2 separate regions of the Sus scrofa genome follow, and region 2 is linked to region 1. A link is a contact called in public Hi-C data. All regions are on one chromosome and are shown on one strand. Each heading gives the region's core, a stretch centred on a gene start, on an enhancer-like site or on the middle of the called end of the contact. The rest is flanking DNA. Distances are from core to core; before and after follow the strand shown.

Evidence for each region. Hi-C and Micro-C count contacts between places; a contact is called where the count stands out from the background.
Region 2: a contact with region 1 is called in a Hi-C map of skeletal muscle, with 3 times the contacts expected there. The contact joins the promoter of LOC106510670 here to the enhancer-like site in region 1. A contact is called at or near these places in 10 of 47 Hi-C or Micro-C datasets (adipocytes, embryonic fibroblasts, epiblast stem cells and 5 more) and 1 of 2 datasets of contacts at active chromatin or transcription factors (skeletal muscle).

What each region holds. Positions count from the first base shown.
Region 1 is chr6:100,038,091-100,042,346 of Sscrofa11.1, forward strand. All of the region lies in intron 1 of PTPRM (receptor-type tyrosine-protein phosphatase mu), which reads right to left. Among named protein-coding and RNA genes, the nearest start is that of PTPRM, 53 kb to the right of the region's middle. Within about 2 kb of position 2,416, at least 2 of the 83 cell types and tissues checked have an H3K27ac peak or open chromatin away from gene starts, as enhancers often do. A contact at or near this core is called in skeletal muscle, where this site is marked.
Region 2 is chr6:100,090,467-100,094,722 of Sscrofa11.1, forward strand. It overlaps LOC106510670, which reads left to right and starts at 2,001. Exons shown (of 4, transcript XM_021097607.1): 1 at 2,001-2,259; 2 at 2,331-2,501; 3 at 2,567-3,266. The coding sequence starts at 2,001. The coding sequence ends at 3,261. PTPRM (receptor-type tyrosine-protein phosphatase mu) reads right to left here and starts at 2,500. Exons shown (of 36, transcript XM_021097712.1): 1 at 1,930-2,500. The coding sequence starts at 2,002.

The DNA.
Region 1 (4,256 bases), core at 1,166-3,665:
AAACAGTCCCTTCACCAAGGCTCGCCTGGGTTGGCAGCGGAAATCCAATACCCCTCCAAGATGTCCTAAGAGCTTGTGATAGAGAATGTCTTAAAGGAACAAAGATGAAACATTAAAAGCATTACTCTGATTTTTTCCCTTTTAATTCCCTCGCTCCCAATTCTAAACTAAATCAGCAAATAGGCCAAAAGTCTATTCCAGTCTTTTTTTTTTTTTAACACATTTTAAAGCTTCCCTTTCACATCCCCCTCGAGCAACTGTCCCACTTCTCAGCTCCTCTGCGGAACCGAGCTGCTCAGCAGAGTCCTCTGCATCCCTGGCCCCTGGGGTGACTGCTGCCTCCACGTTGTACCCCAAGGGCTGTCCCTGAAGGTGAAGCCCCACGACCTCCAGAACAGGGGGTCAGGCCACCGTCTTCCAGCCTCATGGCTGCTCCTCTCTGCACACTCTTTCTCCCTGGCACTTCTTCCCCACTGGGCCACCAGCATCAGGGGCGTCGGCCTTCATCCCTGGGCCTTTCCTAACGCTCCCCATCTTCATCTACCCCTGGGGCCACAACCTCCGGAGCTCTCCTTCCGTCACCCATCTCAGAGTGGCTGTCCCCACACCTCCACCCCCCTCTCTTCGAAACCCTCCCCCGACCCTGGGTCTCCTCCAGGCTTCCTTCCATGACCCAATGCCATCAGCCTCCACCCTCAGGTCTCCCCTTTGCCTCCCCCACATTCTCCCATCTATGGGCAGGTCCTGCTGATTTTAGCTCCCAAACCCTCCCCACTTTCCACTGTGCTTCACCTGATACTTCACCAGTCTCAGAGGTGGTCTGTGGCCAGCCACCCGGCCCCTCTCCATTCGCACTTTTTAAAAGCATAATTCAATGAATTGTATTGTGTTTATAGTTGCACAACCGTCATCATGACCTAATTTTAGAACATTTCCATTCCAAATCCCCCATCTACCCTCTCTCCTCTCCACCTGTCCCCTTCGGTGGGAACCATGTATTTTTCAAAGTCTGTGAGTCTTGTTTCTGTTCTGCAAACAAGTTCATTGGGATCTTTTATTCTTCCTTCCACACTTGTAAACTCACAGCCCCAGTGAGCTTTAAAAAAAATACTGTGTGTGTGTGTGTGTGTGTGTGTGTGTGTGTGTGTGTACACATTCACACACACACATATAAACTGTGTAACCCTGAGCTGCTGGAGGCAAAAAGGTTTCCAGCTGCAGGGAAGAGCCTCCCGGCCTCAGCAGACCCTCCCGTGACTGCTCCCCCTCCCCAACTCCTCCACTTTTTTTCTAATTCAAGCTGCCTTGACTCTGTGTTACAGCCTCGCTGGCCTTTCAGTTTCTAGTACAATCCATGTCCTGTCTGCATAAACGGGCTGTTAGACCTCTGTGACCTGTGCTATACCCCCACGCCGCAAATGGGTCAAGTACTATGTTGACTGGAAATTCAGAGGTTCAGTCCAAACCTAACCCTGATGAATCTAAATCTCTCCTGGAGGCCAGAATGCATCCTTCCAGCAAGTGGCCGGCCAACTCTGAGGAGCAGCCTGGGAACCTGCTATAAACAGGCATCCCTCTAACACCTGAATCCTGACCACAGCCAGGCCCAGGGTCTCCAGTAATGGGATGACCCATCCCTCCTGCAAGCACTACAGGACTCCTTATAAAAAACTAACCTGGAACCTGCCTCCCAGAACCTTCTACCCACTGGTCCTAGTTCAATAATTCCTTAAAATACCCCTCATATGACACGGCTGGCACCCCCACCATCTTAAGAGCCTTCCTCTGAGGCTGCTTCCACACTCCCATTTTTTTTTAAGAATTTCATTTTTTTCGAGCAGTTTTAGGTTCATAGCAAAATTGAGGGAAAGGTACAGGGATGTTCCTGCCTCCACCATGGGCCACCTCCCCCAGGATCAACCCCTCCCGACGGATGACCTGTCCTGACACAACACTGTCACCTGGAGTCCACAGTCTACCACTCTTTTTTTCTTGGCTACACCCATGGCATGAGCATGCTCCCTGGTAGGGATTGAACCCACATCACAGCAGTAACCAGAACCACTGCAGTGATGATATCTGATCCTTAACCTGCTGAACCACCAAGCAACTCCAGTCTACTGCTCTTTTTAAGCTTAGGGCCTAATGATGGATTTAAGTGGTTCCAGGCCAGGTCCTCACTGAGCCTAACCCAGTGGAGGGCTCTCCCACTGCCAAGTGGGCACAAAACCAGCATGAGGGCAAATGGAGATGGGCTGGAAAGCTCATCCTGTCACCTATGAGGCTAGGGATTGCAAACCGCATCAAGCCCCTGCTTCCTCGATCTTTAACCTAAAACAGCAATAGTGCCCGCCTCTTTGGACTCATACAAGGACTAAAATAGCTCCTGCATGGCAAGCACACAGCCTGGTGCCTGGCACACAGAGGTGTCCATAAATATAGTGGGGACTCTGAGGACAGAGCTTTGTGTCAACTTTGCTTTGCGGAGCCCTGCTTGCATCTAGAACGGTGCCTGACCCAGAGGGGGCACCCAATTATTTGCTGAATAACTGAATTATTAACAGTCATAGACCAAACTGGAATTTAAAAGAAGAACAACTTTCATTTTGAATACCGTTTTTAAAAAGTCCAGAAATAAGATGGAAATGAATTCTAATTTAGTTTTCCTTTTGATTTAAATTAAAGAACATTCTTTAAATGACTCTTAAAATGCCAACTAATGGCTCTGGCATATCACACAGTAACTTAAATATGTTATTCTTTCAAATAAAAAGGAATAAGATACATCTGATTTAGAATCAAGTTTTGGTACCATATTTGCAATGTTATGAAAGACACAGATAGAAAGCTACGTTCTCTTTTCCAACTCTCATTTCAAAGATAATAACTACTGTGCAACAATAGTACACTAGGGAATAACAGAAATGTATTAAATCAGTTGCATTCATTTGAAGTAGAACCATTAAATGACTTAACATTTTTCCCTTTCTGAATTATTTTAATGTTTTGATATTAAAGTGAAAAAATTAATGAATGCTTCAGACACTTTAAAAAATCCAGTGTGGCGTACAGAAAACTAACAGTGGCTCTTAGAACATGTATCCTGACATACACACATTTTATATTTCTATTGAAATATATACTAAATATCTTTAGTATACTTGCTATATGGCCATTTGAAAATTTTGCGTATTTTTTTAGACAAAAAAATTAAGTTGGCTATTTTGTTTTCATATAGAGGAGCCAAGGGTACTACCCACGCTAGGATTCCCATTTACATGGGGCCTCTTATTTGGAATAAATGGGACTCTGTTACATTAGCAGGGTTTTCTCCTTAACCTGTTTCCTAACGAAGCTGTATTGTTGGCTTCCTTGCTGCTCCTTTTAGAAAGAAAATAACTGGGTTAAAACTCAGTTTCCACTCCCTACCCCAAATCCCATCTGAAAAGTTTCTGGTGGCATTTAAGGTGGGCATGGCCCAGGTACCCAAGTGCGTCTGGTATCCACTCATGGGCCTCCTCCTCATCCTCCCTCAGGATCCAGCACAGGTGCTTCCTAAACACTTGCTGGAATTAACCGAGCATCACCACCTGTATCCCAAAGGCTCCCTCCCAGGGCCCCAGGACCTGGAGTCCAACCCTGAAACACTACTGTGTGCACTGGGTGGGGCCAGCAGTGGGCAGAAAGGACCCCACCCACAGGGGCTGGGAGGCCAAGGACAGGATGGCCAGGGGGCCAAAGACAGGATGACCTAGAGGCCGGCCAGGAGGACAAGAACAGGATGACCTGGAGGCCAAGGAAGGATGACCAGGGGGCCAAGGACAGAATGACCAGGGGGCCAAGGATAGGATGAGCCAAGGACAGGATGACCAGGAAGCCAAAGACAGGACACATGACTCATGTCAGTGAAGAGGAAACCACCTCCTGTCCAGCCTTAGGGCTTAACCAGACCCTGGAGGGAGAGAGCCATGACCATGACAAGGTAAAGGCTAAGGTCTGAGGCCACAGATGATGGTGATGTTTGGTGGCCTAAACATTGAAAAGGGCAAATGCCCTGCCCAGGTGCAGACCAAGTGGCTGACTGTGGAGGTCAGCGGGGTCAGGAGGTGGGGTGGAGATGACAGCAGGAGGGATCCTAATTCTACCGTGACTGGAGTGGGAGCCATCCCAGGGCCACCAGAAGAAGAGGGGACCTGGAATCCCTCTGCAGAGACAAGGACACTAAGCCGCCCTCACAGGAAGGGGAGGCCCGGCCT
Region 2 (4,256 bases), core at 751-3,250, 52 kb after region 1:
AGAGCTCCTGTTGTGGCTCAGCAAGCAGGGAACCTGACCAGTATCCATGAGGACACAGATTCGATCCCTGGCCTCATGCAGTGGGTTAAAGATCAGGCATTGCAGTGAGCTGCCTTGTAGGCTGCAGACTCCAAGCTGGGATTTGCTATGTCTGTGGCATAGGCTGGCAGCTGCAGCTCCTATTCAACCCCTAGCCTGGAAACTTCCATATGCCGCAGGTGCGGCCCTAAAAAAAAAACCAAAAAAAGAAAAAAAGATGAGAAACCGATCATTTAAATAAGCTACATAAATATTTGTTCCCACCCCCTTGCCTACAACTTGAAAATCCATCCAAATGCTTTCTGACACAGCTTAACTTGAAACAAATCCCAGCCAGGGAGCTATAGATCTTAATAAAGAGAAAACCATCACAAAGGCCCTCATCCTTGGCTTCTCACACTAAGGAGTTTCAAGGCTCTGAAACTGGCAAGTCTACTCTATAATTCACTAATAAGAAAGAACGCAGGCCAAAATTTGCATCAATTTTACAGCAGACAGCAGTGGGTCATTTTGTTAAATCCTCTGGAGCACGTGCAATTACCAGACACTTAAGGACATACTAAACTTAGGAGAAGGGTTATTTCTCTACTGAAGCTGACAGCACAGAGCCAGGAGCCAACTCCCCGCTAAGCTTCCTGGTGGTGGCCAACTGTGGTCAAGGGTCTCGCGGCTCAGCAAAGCCAGGGGCACGGCCTCCCCGCCTGTGTGTCCAGAGCTCGGGAAAGTAAAGATGTTAAGTTTCCACAGGTCTCACAGCCAAACGCCAAACGTCTCCAATGCTTTTAAATATGCGTTTTTACTGTCAGTGAAAGTCTCCATCAAATTTTAAAAAGTTCAACTTACTCATTCCTCCCGAATAAACAGAGAAACAAACCTATTTTGCAACCCAAGTTGAAGGACTAATAGCAGGCTTTTTATTAGAAGAAAAACAAGCCCAGGGCCACCATTCCGTGAAAACTGACACACACGGGAAACTGTGCACGTGTGCAAGCGCTGGCTGTCTATCCGCGTGTGTGCTCCCGGTAACGCCGTGCAGGGCTCGAGCCTGGCCTGACCCGCGACTCCCGATCACGCGTCCTAGTCCCAGGAGCTCTGCAGGCTCCGATCGCCCGGGCGCAGCAGGCACCTCGCCGCCGGCCACTTTCCTGCCAGCCCGAGGCGGCGGGTGGCGGGGCTGGCTGACCACTGCCCCCGTTCGGGAGCTCCCCGGGGCCGAAGGGAGCCTGACCCGCACACAACCGCAGCGGCCCGGGGCCCGGGCAACCAGCCACTCCGTCCGGACCACAGGTCCTCCCTCCGGGACCGATGAGGACACTGCCTTGGTTCTCTCGATCTGCGGCGCGACCACCGCGGCGAGCCGGGGTCATGGCAAGCTTCTGGCCGGGCGGCGGCTGGACGGCAAAGAAAACCGGCGATCGCCACCGCCGCCGCCAGAGTCTCTCCGAAGCAATCGCGCGGGCGCAGCAGGCACGGAGATCCGGCTGGCCGCCGCTCCGGGTGGGAAGGACCGCGCAGCGACCACGCCAGGCGGCCGGCGGCTGCAGCTCCCAACTTCAGGCAAAGTTTTCTGCTGTTGCTCTCAGAGCCGGCGGAGGGCTCCGAGTGGCGCCGACACGCACCCAGGCCGCCAAGGGGCGGGGGCCGACCTGGGGCCGGGCTCCGGAGTCAGCGCCCCGGGCTCGTCCGCTCTGTCCGCCCGAGCGCGAGGTGCCCTCCCTCCCCGCTGGTCTCGCGCCGGGGCAGGGAACTGGCACACGCAGTGCCGGAGCCGCCGCTCCCCAGTCTGGACCCGCGGTCCGCCGCTAGTGCTCTCCCACCCGGGAGCTGCATGCGTCCCGGGCCCCTTCCGGCCCGCACGCCCCAGGCCACAGCGAGTGCGGCCCCTCTTACCTGAAAACGTATCCCCCGCCGCAGTTAGCAAAAGTCCGTACAAAGTCACCAGCCAAGTCCCAAGTCTGCTCATGGTGCTGAGCGCACGCCGGGCCGCTCCCCGGCGGCGCTGGGTGGGCGCGAGGTCCGAGGGCGGCCGGGAGCTTTCCTTCCAAGGCGGCGAGGAGAGCAGGGTGAACACCCAAAACCAGAGCCAGACCCGCAAAGTGCCAACACTTGCAGAAGTCTCAACTCCGGGGGCTCCCGGGGCCGGGGCCGAGGTCCTGGATCCTCCCACCCAGTCGCCAGCCCCGCTCGGAGCTGGAGCGGCTGCAAGAGGGAGCGGAGGGCGCGCCCGCGGAGCCAAAATCCGCCCTCCGTGCCGGCTGCTGCACCCGCCGCCGCTCTCCTTCCCCGGGTAGGGACCCGAGCCGCCGGCGCCGCGGTGGCCGGGGCCGCGGCCGCGCTTGTCCCGCCCGCCGCCTCTCAGCCAGCAGCCGAGCCAGCCCCCGGGCGGCGGCGCGCCAATGGCCGAGCCCGCGCCGGCTGCGCGCGGGGCTCCTGCTCCCCGACTGACTGGCAGTGCCCCGCAGGCCGGCTGAAGGGAGCGCCCACGTCACGGCCGCCCGCGCTGCCGCGGCCCGCTAGAGGGCGTGAGCGCCCGGCCCCGCCGGCCCTACGGGTCCGCGCCCGGCGCTGAGAGGCAGCGGCGCCTCGGGGGGAGCCGGGCGGGGGGCGGCCGCGGGGGCGGTGTCACCGCGCGGAGAGCGGCTGCCGGGAGGTGCCTCGTGCTCCCTCCCGCTCGCGTCCCGCCCCGCCGCGGCTTGGGTTTCGAGGCCGGCTTCCGGGAGGGTGACCGCGCAGGGGCCGCGCGGCGGCCAGAAGTTTGTCCCGGGTCACAGGCCGCCAGGAGTTGGCGAACGAGGCTGGCGGGACGGCGGCCTTGCGGCCCCGCGGGCGGACGAGGCGGCTCCAATCCCGGCGCCGGATGGCAGTGTCCGCAGCGGGGCCGGCAGTCGCAAAGCCGCTCTCCCCCGCGGCTTTGGGCAGGGCGAGCCGGTAGATCGGGAGGCTGCGAGGGGCTGCGAGCTTCTCCGCGCGGCGGGTGCAGAGAAGTTGGCGGACGCCAGAGGAGGGAGCGGCGGCCTCGGGCACCGAGACCCAGCAGCGCGCCAGCCTCCCGACTGGACCACTCGCGCTCCTGCCCCAGGAGCCCTGCACCCGGCGGAGCAGGAAGCGCTCTGCGGCTTCATTGCGCCCCCGCCGTCCCGGTTGGGCCCCAGCGAGCCGCGGGCGATACACGGAAGGTGGCGGTCACAGCGGAACGAGAGTTTGGACCTACGTAACCTGTGATTTGTGTATCTGGTACTAAGTGTTGGGAAATGCGAGAGGAGGAGGGGTGGGTAATGAATCAAATATCTTGAAGTGTGTAATTTACCGTTTGGGTCTGGAATGCCTACTTCATTAAGTGACTAAAACAGTCTTCCAATGCTTCGGTAAAAAGGTTCTCTTTGTGAAATTGCAAATAAACAAATAAAAAGGGGTGGAGTGATCTTTCTATCTCCCGGGGAATACGCACGTCGAGCCAGCTCTGAGCAGCTGTAGACGCTAGGCCTAGCTGACTGAACGCAATGGAAGGCCTGGGAAGAGGTTAAATTAGAAGCCGAGTAAGGACCCGTGAGTAGGACGGGTGTACCAGCCAGAGGGGGGACGCAGGTGTGTCCGGGGCCCTTCTGTGCTGCTCTCACCTGGAGCTTACAAAGACCCAGAAAGTATACTGATCCCACGCTCACCTAGACCCTGTCTCCAGTTGACCCTAGAACCAACAAGCTGTAACTAAGGATAGGTCATAGCTGTCACCTCCCCGGGGGAAAACTGCGGGACTGGAGGATTTTTGCTTTTGGTGCTCCAACCAACAGCTCCTCTTTCTGCTGGAATTCCACTTCTTAGATCCTTTTCAGAAGTGCTCTTTAAAAGGTTCTATATTAATAGTTTACTTCTTAGTACTAGGACCTTACACCGTCCTGCTGCTTCTCTCAAATATGTACCTGTTGAGCCTTATTGCAAAATGAACATTTGAAGAAGGGAGAGGCAGGGCACTCCCATACCTTCAAAGACAGGCAATGAGGGTCTGCAGCATGAACTTGCCTTGTGCTGAGGTCCTGCATCGTTTTGCGTGGTAATGTGCTTTCCAATGGAGCTTTTCTGTTAGGAGGCCCTAGGGGATTCAGATAAAGAGAGAAAAGTCAATCTAGCCATTTTTTCTTCTAAGTTTTTTAAGTTGGGCGAAGAAGTTCAAGATAGCATAGGATTTCACTTGCAAAGTACGTGAATTTTTCAGCAAGTAC